Linked DNA regions of Sus scrofa: all the other regions are linked to region 3. A link is a contact called in public HiChIP or PLAC-seq data. All regions are on one chromosome and are shown on one strand. Each heading gives the region's core, a stretch centred on a gene start, on an enhancer-like site or on the middle of the called end of the contact. The rest is flanking DNA. Distances are from core to core; before and after follow the strand shown. Region 1 has its middle 29 kb from the start of SYNM. Region 2 overlaps SYNM (synemin). Region 3 overlaps FAM169B (protein FAM169B).

What was found. HiChIP or PLAC-seq counts read pairs in DNA pulled down with a chosen protein or histone mark.
Region 1: a contact with region 3 is called in an H3K27ac HiChIP or PLAC-seq map of skeletal muscle, with 7 times the contacts expected there. The contact joins two enhancer-like sites. A contact is called at or near these places in 2 of 5 promoter capture datasets (liver and skeletal muscle), 1 of 47 Hi-C or Micro-C datasets (psoas muscle) and 1 of 2 datasets of contacts at active chromatin or transcription factors (skeletal muscle).
Region 2: an H3K27ac HiChIP or PLAC-seq map of skeletal muscle shows a contact between it and region 3. The contact joins two enhancer-like sites. A contact is called at or near these places in 2 of 5 promoter capture datasets (fetal liver and liver) and 1 of 2 datasets of contacts at active chromatin or transcription factors (skeletal muscle).

What each region holds. Positions count from the first base shown.
Region 1 is chr1:137,824,232-137,828,245 of Sscrofa11.1, reverse strand. No RefSeq gene overlaps it. Among named protein-coding and RNA genes, the nearest start is that of SYNM, 29 kb to the left of the region's middle. Within about 2 kb of position 2,250, at least 59 of the 83 cell types and tissues checked have an H3K27ac peak or open chromatin away from gene starts, as enhancers often do. A contact at or near this core is called in skeletal muscle, where this site is marked.
Region 2 is chr1:137,870,188-137,874,025 of Sscrofa11.1, reverse strand. All of the region lies in intron 2 of SYNM (synemin), which reads right to left. TTC23 (tetratricopeptide repeat protein 23) reads left to right here. Exons shown (of 11, transcript XM_021098378.1): 11 at 1-3,129. Among named protein-coding and RNA genes, the nearest start is that of SYNM, 16 kb to the right of the region's middle. Within about 2 kb of position 2,340, at least 23 of the 83 cell types and tissues checked have an H3K27ac peak or open chromatin away from gene starts, as enhancers often do. A contact at or near this core is called in skeletal muscle, where this site is marked.
Region 3 is chr1:137,290,154-137,294,178 of Sscrofa11.1, reverse strand. All of the region lies in intron 1 of FAM169B (protein FAM169B), which reads left to right. Among named protein-coding and RNA genes, the nearest start is that of FAM169B, 5.0 kb to the left of the region's middle. Within about 2 kb of position 2,643, at least 11 of the 83 cell types and tissues checked have an H3K27ac peak or open chromatin away from gene starts, as enhancers often do. A contact at or near this core is called in skeletal muscle, where this site is marked.

The DNA.
Region 1 (4,014 bases), core at 1,001-3,500, 530 kb before region 3:
TGTGCCAAGCAGTAGATTCTAAAAATTAATTATATCATTAATTCTTCTTTGGATTACTCCATCATTATGAGTTCATACCAATCTACTGATAAATATTCAAACCCGCAATGGGTAAAGTGCTACAGGGAGTTCACTCTGTGGTGCAGTGGGTTAAGAATCCGACTGCAGTGGCTCAGGTGGCTGTGGAGGTGCAGGTTCCATTCCCGGCCATTGAAGTAGGTTAAAGGATCTGGCATTGCTGCAGCTGTGACATAGGTTGCAGCTGTGGCTTAGATTCAGTCTCTGGCCTGGGAATTTCTATATGCTGCAGGTATGACCATAGGGGGAAAAAAGTGCTGTGGCAGATGCTAAGGGATGTACCGGCAAAGCTGAATAATCTACACCTCCGTTCTGGAATTTACAGTTTAGCTGGTAACATAGGTATGTGCTCACGTAGCTGAATATCTGTCTGGACACAAGTTCTCACACGTAAGGAGTGTGGGAAGCTCTAATTTCCAATGTTACAGATCAGGAAAGGCTTTCGGAGATATAGTGGGATGTGAGCCCAGCCTTGACAGTGATCTCAAGTGTGTGTGTACATATCAAGAAATGTTATTTCCTTTATCCATTTATTTTTAAAAAAATGAAATAGCTTTTTTTCTGTTTAAAGACACATTAAAACATGTTGTTGATTCATTAGCATTGAATGCATGGCAACAGAACTGAAACTCATGCCTGAATGACGTTTATCTAACACATATTTTCTCCAGAAGGCACACCATAAAATAGCTCTTTTATTGGAAAATAACCCACATTCATTTCCCGAAAGGGCTCAACAACATTCGGAAAACATACCTGTGAAGTGAGCCACCTGTAACCCCACCACCCACAGGTGACCACAGTTAGCACTGCCACAAGCGCCCTTCTGCACAGCTGTGCGATCCTGTTATACACGCCGTTGTGTAACCAGCTGTTTTCACTCAATAATATGTCATGGACATTTTTCCATGCCAATTATTCCCAATCTACATCACTATTTAAGTGGCTGGAGAGTATTCCATTATACGGATGTACTCTAAATTAATCAAATCCCCATTGATAAACATTTAGTGTTGCGGTCAAGGGCACAGACTCAGGAGCTCCACAGTCCAAGCATAAATCCTGCCTCTACCACTCCCCAGCTGGGTGATTTTGAGTGAAAACCTAACTTTTGATTGCGGGTTCCTCCTCCATAAAACAAGGGTATTAAGAATACCTACTGCAGCAGAATGTTGTAAGTAGATATTTATAAAACATTTATAACAGTTTCCAGCACATAGTAAATGTTCAGTTAAGGCCAACTGTTGTTGGCAACATTACCAGGGCTGTGACCATCAGCGGAATTCATATTCTCTTTACTTACTTAGAATAAAACTTAGAAATGGGAGGAAGTAGTTAAATGGTAAACATTTAAAATCCTGGTAAAAATCATCCAATTTCCCTCCAGAAATATCCCCACCGTCATGGAGGACCTGGGGTTGGTAGGAGGCTCTGAATGTGTACAGCCACTGCTCCTGGCCCAGAGCACTGTCACCCTCCAAGTCACGGCGAACCAGCCAGTGAGGTCTCCCGCCTCGCCCAACCTTCTGGGTGGCATTCTGGAACGCCGGGCAGGAGGAAAATCAACAGCAAGTCAGGTCAGACTCTCTCCCTTTGATTTCTAGAAGGAAAACTAGAGTTGAGGCCATATTCAAAAATATAGGTCAAATCTTGGTTTCTGTGGTTACCAAACACTGTCAACCACCAGTGACTCCCTCCCTCGGGGGCGATGCCAGGGTTCCGAGGCCTGGCCGCGGGGCCTGGCTCCCCTCCGTCTGCGCCCCCCGCCCCGCCAGGGCCCAGAGACCCGCCCTTCTGCGGCCCCACAGCCCTGAGGGTCTGCGGGGAGTGCGGCAAGGGGGCGGGGCCCGCGGGCACCCTGCCCTCCACTCCTTGGGGTGGGGGCAGCGGCTTGGCAGTGCTACCGATGGGGTTCGGGGTCCCCGGGACGGCTGCCCTGCCCAGTCGCCCGCCCGGCTCTCCACGCCTGCGGAGGCAGGGAGCGCCCCGCCTGGGCACGGGCCGTGCCCGCCCGGAGGAGGGAGGAGGCCGGCCGCCACAGGAACAATGTGGTCGGTTGTTTTGCGGACTGTCAGCCTCGTTCCTGCATTCTCCAATCCACGCCCCTTGGCCTAACCGCCACAGGCCCAGCACGCTGAGGGAAGAGCCCCCTTATTTGGTCTTGGAAAGAAAGGGGAAAGGTTATCCTCAGATGCCTGCGGCGTTGGGTCATCGGCCGGCAGTTTTTGGCCCGCTCCCGGGAGCAGGGCCGACTCCCGCCGGTAGGTGGCGGTGCCAGGCAGCACCTCGCCGAGACGCCCGAAGTGGTAAACAAACCCGCAGGTTCCGGTACCTTGGCCTCGGGGTCTTCTTTTGTGTGCGCGCTGGGAGAGACTTGGCCCGGGGAGGCGGGGGAGGAAGGAGGAAGAGAGGGAGAAGAAGAAGAAAACAAAGCCTTTTTTAATGCTGCAGTCCGGCTTTCGAAATCGGAAAATCGGCTTCAGTTTGAGGGTGTGACTGCCGTTGTGGATTTCATGTGAACCCTCGGCGGGTGCACGATGGGATGCGGGCTTCAGGTTCACGGTCAGCTGGGAGGTCGCGATGCAAATTCCTTTAAGGACTTTAATAAGGTACTAGGTGAGGATTAGTACGAGCTTGGATGCTCATTTCTTTCCTACCCCGGCCCCTCCCACACTCTCTCCTCCTGCCTGCCATTGCCAGCCTCTCAGGTGAGCTGGGGAGGTGAAGTGAGCCACCTGCCTTCTCCCGGCGGGAGCAGGACGCTAGCGGAGGTTCCCAAGCACTAAGCACGTGCAGACCAGCACTTGCTCACCTTCGTTGCTGACCCTCAAGCCAGGAGTCATCCTCGCCTGTTACTCGGAGTTCCGAGAGAATAAGGTCACACGGACAGCAAGGGGCAAAGCTGAGATTCGAACCCCTGTTCTTCACACTTCAAAGCCAAGGCTTGTCCTACAATGAAGGGTACCTCACCTCTCTAGTGCCTCCTCCACATAAAGCTCTTGTAACGTATATTATTGTCCAAAGTTCTTTAAAAAGAACCAAAACATTAACGGGATTTGAATTTTTTCAGCAAAACAAAGCACAAGCCACTACCTTGTGGAGGTGACTCTGGTTGGGTGAACCTGCTTCCCCAGGTCGGAAGGGGACTGGAAGTTAGGAAGCCATGGGGCTCTGGGGCTTCTGCTTTAACTGATTACACAGGCTCTGGGGCAGCGTCCTGTGAGGCTCGGAAAAGGGGCCCGCCAGGCGGAAAGCTCTGCTAACTTTTATTTTCTATTTTAGGCAAGTTGCAGACAGCCCTTTTGTTTGGCTGAGCGTCCCATATGCTCAGGTCTCTGCCCGTTGCTTCTTCTGCCTCCTGAGAATGGGGGAGGGGGGAACCAATAATTTTCACTTAGAAAACCTGTTTTGGGTTTCTTCATCTGGAAAGAAATTAATTTTCCAAGTCACACAATTCTAGGCAACTATTTAAAAAGTTACTGGAGTGACAGTTTCCATGCTTAAACGGTGCCAGTTTTTCTTTAAAAAAAAACCCAAAGTTTGTGTGAACAAAGTTAAATCCAAGAAATGTGGTTTTTCTCTATCTCTTTTTCATAAAATAGTAAAAAAGAAAAAAAAAAGCTGCATCTACCAGTTTTGGGGGGTTTCCAGGTTTCCAAGAATTTACTTAGCTTGCTACGTAGTATATTTCTGTGGAAAAATTACAGCAAGAATATCTTTCGGATCATTGCTTTCCAGTCATTGTTTTATTGGTTCCCAGATTCCATGAGAACCAGCACTGTCTGGGTTTGCCTTGACATTTCAGAGCCCATGTCCCCATCCCAGGAACCAGAGTCCTTCTTGGGATGAGGGACTCGGCAGCCATGGCAATTGCTTTGTCCTTTCCAGATGTGCTGGCCTCTGAGCCCTCACTCTGCACCTCACTCTGCATTTCAT
Region 2 (3,838 bases), core at 1,091-3,590, 580 kb before region 3:
GGCAAAATACACTTGACTAGGTGGTTCCTTCATGTCTAGCTCCAAACGTGTAAAGTTGTAGATTCTTCATTAGGTTGTTATTCATACCTATGACTCAGACCCACTCAGGCCCAACAGCCATGGCATGTCAGCGCGGGGACATCCGTCACTCGGAGATCCTCAGGACTTGGGCTAGTGCAGGTACAACAGTTGTTTGGTTGCTAGAGTAACGTGTGAAGTCACTAACTTCAGTGCCAAGAAATACACTGTATATGGCAGAGGGCAACCAGAAGCAGAGCCCACCCGGAAATGCTGACATGACCAGCCGGGCAGGAAGACAGAAGGGGGATGCCAGAGCCAACAGGGCCTCGTGGATCAGGCAGCCTGGCGCCAAGTTCTAGCTCCACGGATCCAAACACAGTGACTCCCACAAAAGCCAGAGCCCCGTGGGCAGGTGGAAGAGAGCAGAGAGGCCCCTCCTGAGGCAAAGGGCACAGCCAAGGGCGAGAGGATTCCAGGGGTGCGCAAGGGGTTCACCTGCAAGTGGCGAGTGAAGGGCACACGTGTGGGCACAGGACACCAAGGGGTGGCGCCCAGAGCCCTGGCCCTTCCACACAGGGTAGAAGCCAGGAAACAGGACACCAGCCTGTTAATCCCACACCCTCATGACCAAGCGTGTTATGTTCCACGAACACAAATAGCCTCCATCACCGAGAAAACTCTGAGTTCTGTATATAATAGGAGGAAACAGGCTCCCGGTAAAAGTCAGACTCTTAGGATTACAGCAGCAGGACGATGGCCTCCTACAGCTCAGGGGCCATAGGGGTGGGCTGCTGGGAAGGCCAAGTCCAATTTGATATCTTCCTTCCACCTGCTGGGAAGGAAGCCTTGGGTATCACAGGGCTCCTCACACTAGCTGCCCAAGTCAGAGCAGAAGGTGCTCATGGGCATCCAGGTCAGCAGAGACTTGATGACAGGTGGCGGGTTGGGGCAGGATAATGAAGATCCCTTTGGGGGAAAAGGATCTTCCCTCTCCCCGTGGAGGAATGGTTTTGTTCCTCTTTCAGAGAAAACCCAAACCATCACCAAACTTTTTTTTACTGAGTTCGGGACCCAACGTGAGGTGCAATGGTTCCTAGGAGGGGGCACCAGTCCCCAAGGGGCTTATGTGGCTGGTGACACAGCACAAATGCTCCTGTGCCCAATGCCTTCACCAACCCTAGCTAAGATTGAGCACCAAGCAGGCTATAAGCCTCCCACCTGTCACCTCACCAAGTCCTCCTGGCAACCACAGGCAGGGCCAACAATGGGCGCCCAGGCCCCACAGGTGAGCAGATGTGTGGGAGAGTGATGGCCAAAGTCACGTGCTCTCCAGTGACCAGGGCACTCGGCCCTCCCCTGCAAGCCACCTGGGCCACCCTTCAGGGCCTGAAATGGTGCCATTTCACACATGTTTTAGAAAAACTCCTGTAGAGAGATCGCCCAGACCATATTAACGAAAGCAGATCCAACATCTCTTGGTGATTTCCATCAAACGCCCCTATAGGGAAGAGCCAAAGCTCCCACTAGGAAAGAGCTCAGGTCCACCGGTGCCTCCCCTCCAGATGGCTGCCCCGAGAGGCAGGCAGGATCCACCTTCCCCACCTGGAGACCCAGCACAGAGCTCCCAGGTACAGCTGGGACCCTCCCCCCACCATGGCACACAGCGTCCTGCCTCCACAGTGCCCCCATAAAAACTAGAGGCATAACCAAAACTGCTGGGAGAGGCCAGAAACGGTGCATTCCCTCCAAAGCTCTCAAAGGAATGTTTTAGTTTTTGTTTTTTGTCTTTTTAGGGCCACACCCGCATCCTCATGGGTACTAGTCCAGTTCGTTACCACTGAGCCACAGTGGGAACTCCTCAAAGGAAAGTTGTTAAGGAATAGACTCCTACAGCTTTAAGAAATGGGTAGAGAGCGCTCGGGTTATTTCGGGAGCGTTGAAGGAAAACTATCCTCAGCCATGGTGCTGGTGAGAAATGCCAACCGCCTGAATCACAGGCTATTAGTGAACGTTTCATACAGCCCCAGAGGTTGGCAGCCTCTCTCAAGAGACAGGAAAACAAGCAAACATGTGCGGGAAAATCAGGTCCCCAGCCTCATTAAGGTGTCCAAGACCAACCCACAGGGCAGAAGGGAGCTCTAATGCGGCCCCTGGCCTGGCTCCAGGCCCTAATAGACCACCCGTGGGGCTGAGTGGCAGCGGTTCGGCTAGGATGCATTATCCCAATGGAAGCTCAGGGCATATCGGCTGTTACTCTACATCGAGGGCACAGTGCCACTGCCCTGCACACCCTCCATAACTGTGGGCAAGAGACAGGGGGCAGGGGGAGGGAGAGTCGGAGGATGTTTCCAGAAGCCACACCAGTAGGGGAGCCTGCCTGGCCCAGGGTGGAGGGATGGTTCATGTGGTGCTTCCTGGCAAAACGCAGGTGGGGGTTGGGGGAGAAAGACGGGCTGGGAGGAGCCCCCCTGGCCCCCAAGCTCCAGAGAGGGTGAGGGACCACCTGTCACTCCAGACTGGGGACTGGGAATCAGAGGGGGGACAGGAGGAGAGAGGGGCAAATTTCCCTCCACAGAACCAGCATCACCATCAAAACTGGAAAGGGTCCAACCCAACAACGGGCATCTGAAAAACAAGGAGGCAACAGTGCCAGGCCGCCTCTGGGTCATTCCCCTGTGCTCAGAAAGAAATCACAGCTAGAAAGCCCATTTGTCAATTCCAGAGACTAAAAACAAACAAAAAACGCACAGAAAGATTACTAAGGAAGCAAAGAGAGGAAGCACAAGGAGTGGCTAACCAAGAAACCTCCCACATCAGGTTACCTGGATTCAAATCCGGGGCCTGCCCCTTCCCAGTCCTATGACCTTAGGGAAGCCACTCAAACCCTCTGTGGCTCCATTTCCCCATTTCTGAAATAGGGAGCACACACAGGTTTGGGGTGGTAATTCATAAAATGACTGGAAAGTTCTTGCAAGAGTGGCTGTCACAGAATATATGGTTGATAAATGTCAGCCACCATCATCACCACCACCCCCTACATCACCTTCTACTGACCTCAGAAGGAAGCTGGTTTTCCATTACCTAAAGGAGTTCAAGAAGGGAAGGGATTCTGAATTACCTAAAATCATGGTTAACAAAGGGTTAATTCCTTTACATGCTGATGTGGGCAAGGCTAGCAACTCCAATTATCCTAAAAATACAGGGTTTTATTAACTGCAAAGTTTTCACCTACTCACTAGGTAAGTCTCACTGTTAACACATTAAAAAAAAGTAGGATCCAATTTTCAAAAAATTTCTCCAAGACTTGAGAATTTCCCAAGAAATGTTTTCCTTTGAACGGGCACATTAAAAGGTACAGGTGGTCTAAAAAAATAATGGCACAACCCTGAAATAACCAACATTAGGAGTTACCAGCATTGCTTCATTAGCAGTCTAAATCTGGAGACTGAAGAGTTAGAACAGTTAAAACCCACTGCCTCTGCCAGCTGCAATCAGAAAGAGGAATAGGGAGTTCCCACTGTGGCTCAGAGGGTTAAGAACCCAACTAGTATGCATGAGGATGCGGTTCGATCCCTGGCCTTGCTCAGTGGGTTAAGAATCCAGCGTTGCCACAAGCTGCAATATAGGTCGCAGATGTGGCTCAGGTCTGGTGTTGCTGTGGCTGTGGTGTAGACCAGTAGCTGGAGCTCCAATCCAACCCCTGGAGCTCCAATTCGACCCCTAGCCTGGGAACTTCTATATGGCACAGGTGCAGCCATTTTAAAAAAGAAGAAAAAGAAGGAAAAAGAGTGTGTGTGTGGCAGAGAGGTGCTCACGT
Region 3 (4,025 bases), core at 1,394-3,893:
CTCCATTTCGGAATCTGGTTTAGTGTTCCAATTTAGAAAAGTTAGGTGCTGGACAGTTTGCCCCGGTCATAAAGCAGAGCTTTGGAGACAGGGAAGCTAGCAAGCAAGGAGGAAAATCTGTGATGACTCTGAAGCTTGGTTTGGGGGTATAGGGACAGGGGTAATGCCAATAAAGCAACCTACTCTGGGAAGGAGAAAACCTGATGCAGTCTCAACAGAGTAATTTCAAAATGTTTCAGTATCTTCCCACTGGAGACACCGAAGAGTTAAAGCAACACTGACTCTGGAGCAGAGGGGGAATCTAGAAAGGGCAGTAAGGACTCTGAGCTCTCTTAGGGACCCCTGTCACTGAATGGAGAGAGCAGAGCTAATGGGACCTAGGGAGGGTGTCCCTGGGAGATGGAAGGAGAGGAGCTGAGGGCTCAGCCCAAAGGCTCTGGGAGGGAGAAGCTCTGAGAACTTGTGATGAGATTCCAGTGGAGGAGGGACCGGGGAGTTCCCATTGTGGCTCAGCCTTAATGAACCCAACTAATATCCCTGGCCTTGCTCAGTGGGTTAAGGATCTGGTATTGCCATGAGCTCTGTGTAGGTCATGGATGCAGGCTTGGATCCTGAGTTACTGGGCTGTGGTGCAGACCAGCAGCTGCAGTTCCGATTCAACTCCTAGCCTAGGAATTTCTGTGTGCTGCAGGTGAAGCCCTAAAAAGCAAAAAACAAACAAAAAAACAACCCCCACCCCAAAACCCTAAAAACAACCAAAAAAACAAAGGAGGAGGGACCAGAAAGAAAAGAAGCCCGGGGTGGGGGGGGGCAGGGCGTTGGCATGTTACTGTCACTTAACCTAAAACCTGAAGCCCTGCCACCGCCCCCCTCCCGCCCCAACTGTTTCATAAGCATTTGCAGAGACAAGACCACGGAGAAGGAGGGAGAAGGCTGCTCTTGAGGGTGTATGAGGGAGGGAGGGTGGCGTTTCCCTTGCATTTTGGTGGAGGAGACTTGAAGACATTTTTGGTAGCCTAACCCTTAGGAGCTCTTTACTGCCCCCCAAGTATTGCTCAAAGCATTATTTTAATTGGTCCTCATAGTAAATAGTAAACACAGATGCTATTATCCAGTTTTACTGTTGAGGAAGCAGAGGCACAGAGATAAAGTAACTTGCCTAAGGTCACCTGGCTAGTAAGTGGCAGTGTTGGGGTTCAGATTGGGGGGTGATGGTGGTGGTGTCTGACTCCCCAGAGAAAGGAACCTGTCAGAGGGTGATGTTCCCCCCACCACCCCCAAATGGAGACTCAGGAAGGTAATAATCCATGAGCCAGTTCTTCAGAGATGACTTCAATGTTAACATAATCCTTCAAAAAAAAATCAAATATTCATCAGCCATTTGGGGTCTTCTGTAGTTCAAGGTGTAGAAGTGTTTTCTTAGAGGAACAAGGACCTGGCCAAGTATGGGGAATCTCAGTTCCTGGGGGGCAGGGCCTCACTGGAGGACAGAGGGATGGGCAATGGGACTCCACATCACTGAGACCAAGTGCTTTTCATGCCCCGGCCAGGTCTCCATTCCTTCACTGCGAGGGAACAGAAAGGATAAGACAGTTCCTAAAAGTCCACTTTGTCAGTCACCTCCCATCACTGTAACCAAACTGTAACCCTGTAGGGGGGCAGGACCCTTATTGATCTTTATGTCCTGGTGCTCTGGTGTCCTGGCACACAGTAGGAACTCTATGTGCTTTAAAGGGAGGAATCATTTCCTTTTGGGTGCTGATGAAGACCTTGTTGGTTCCCTGGCTATAGAAGGACTGCTGGGAGCATTTTTTTTTTCTTTTTTGGTGGCCCCACAGCATATGGAGAACCCGGGCTAGGGATCAGAGCTAAGCCACAGTTGCCACGTACACTGCAGCTGCAGCAACACCAGATCCTGTAATCCATCGTGTCAGTGGGGGATTGAACCTGTGACTGGTGCTGCAGAGATGCTACCAATCCCATTGCACCAGAGCGGGATCTCCTGCTGCCAGAATTTTGAAGCCTGTGTGTATGGGGATGTGGGGTGATGCAGGTGACCTTAGGCAAGTTACTTTATCTCTGTGCCTCTGCTTCCTCAACAGTAAAATGGGATAATAATAGCGTCTGTGTTTACTATTTACTATGAGGACCAATTAAGGTAATGCTTAGAGCAGTACTCCCTGGAGTGGAGTGCCACTCATCAGCCGATTCCCTGGAATGTCATTACAGGGGTCCCACTCTTCCTGGGAAGGCCTGGTCCTGAGTGGGTTCTCCTAATGGCCTGGGCATTTTGTATGTTACCTGTCTGTTGGTGGTGATTCTTTGCCATGCCTTCCGTCCTATAGATGGTTTGTTCACCCTCATCTGTAGCATCAAGAGCTGTATTACGTCTTGTTAAACAGGGATCTCTGCAGTATGAAGCTGGGCCAGAGATGTCTGGTGTCCTGACCTCCCCTGGCTCCTGCCATGGCCTGGCAGGATGGAGTGAGTGACCTGGTGGCCAGAACTTAGGCCGTGCAGTGGGAAGGGAGCGGGCACTGAGGTGTTGTCTTTCTGACCTTTGAAACCCTAGTCTGGTGACCGGCTGATTGGCCTTAGCTGGGTTGGTTCCTGACAGCAGCTGGCTCCTGGCTCCTCTGATGACATTCTTATTTGTAGCTCAGCCCTGGGAAATTCCCAACAGAGGATTAGAGGAGATGACTATGTTTTCTGCTCTGCCGAGTGGTACGGAAACCAACTTCAGGGCAAAATTCAAGCACACACTTGTTGGTCAGAGGCTCCTGGGGTCAGGTGACTTTTAAAATCAGGGCTATTGTGTGGGTTGGGGTAAGGTTGCAGTTAAATGACTGTCAGTAGCAACTGAAAGTCTGGGGCCTCTGCATAATGCTGATTAGGATGTAACAGCTGTGGTTTACAAATTCCATGCCTTTTAGGGCACCCATCCTCTGCTGTGGGTTTTCTTTTCCAAAACGGGCTGTCAGGGAGCTTTGGTGGGGGTGGGACACCCAGGTTGTATGAATTCAAAGGCCACTGTCCGTCGAAATCCAAGCGTGTCTCTCTCCCTGCTTCTCTGGCCCTCTCAGAGCACCCTCACATCAGACCCTTTGCATTCGCGTTCCCCATGCCCAGGCACTGCTTCATTTCCTGCTTAAACCAAATGCCTATTGTCCGTCAAGGCATAGAATCAATTCCATGCTTCTTTGCTCCTCCGAAGCAGGGCAGCCACAGGGCCCCAAAGCTGAGGGCAGAGGGCAGAGGGGGAGCTCACATCTTTGTGTGTGTGCCCAGGGCTCCTAAGGCCCCAACCCTTCTAGACCACTTGATTTCCTTGTCTTGCACAGATTAAGATAAATGCTTTTTTTTTGGAAACCAAATCTCTAACCACCACTCAAAAATTCCATTGACAGAGAAAGGCGTATTGATTTCTTCTTTGCATTACCCCTCATCCAATACCCTGAACGTTCTATTCAGTGGAGGTGCTTGAGAAGTTGATGCGGGGGAGGTGGGGGGACCAACATTGCAGAGACTTCCACTGACAGTGCTGTCTCCCCACCCACTTGTGCTCTGTGAATGCTGCTTAGTGGACCAGTTTGGGTGAGTGTGTGCATGTGGGTTCAGGGGGTCCAGGCCCAAACAGTGAATTTTACTTGGTTGTTCATTTTGAACTTTCCAATGAGTGATTTCTGTAATGCATGTGCGTTGCCCACATTTGGGCTATTAGAACGTCTTGGAAAAATGTTTTTGTAAGCTATGTAGAAGGAAAGGAATTGCTCTGTGTCTTCTCAAAATGCATGATAATTGAATAAAAATATTATTAAGATATTAAAAAATGCTTGGCTAAAAACACTAATAAAAATTTGTCCTTGTGCAAAAGCATAGCCTAGTATTTGTTGATGAATATGTTTTTAATCATAAAAATTAAATACAAATATTGACAGGTCATCTTGTTTTCATTTCTTGCCTTCTTTTAAATTGAGATTGCCCCCCCCGGCTCTAATTCCATTTTTTCTCTCTCCTATTTTGAA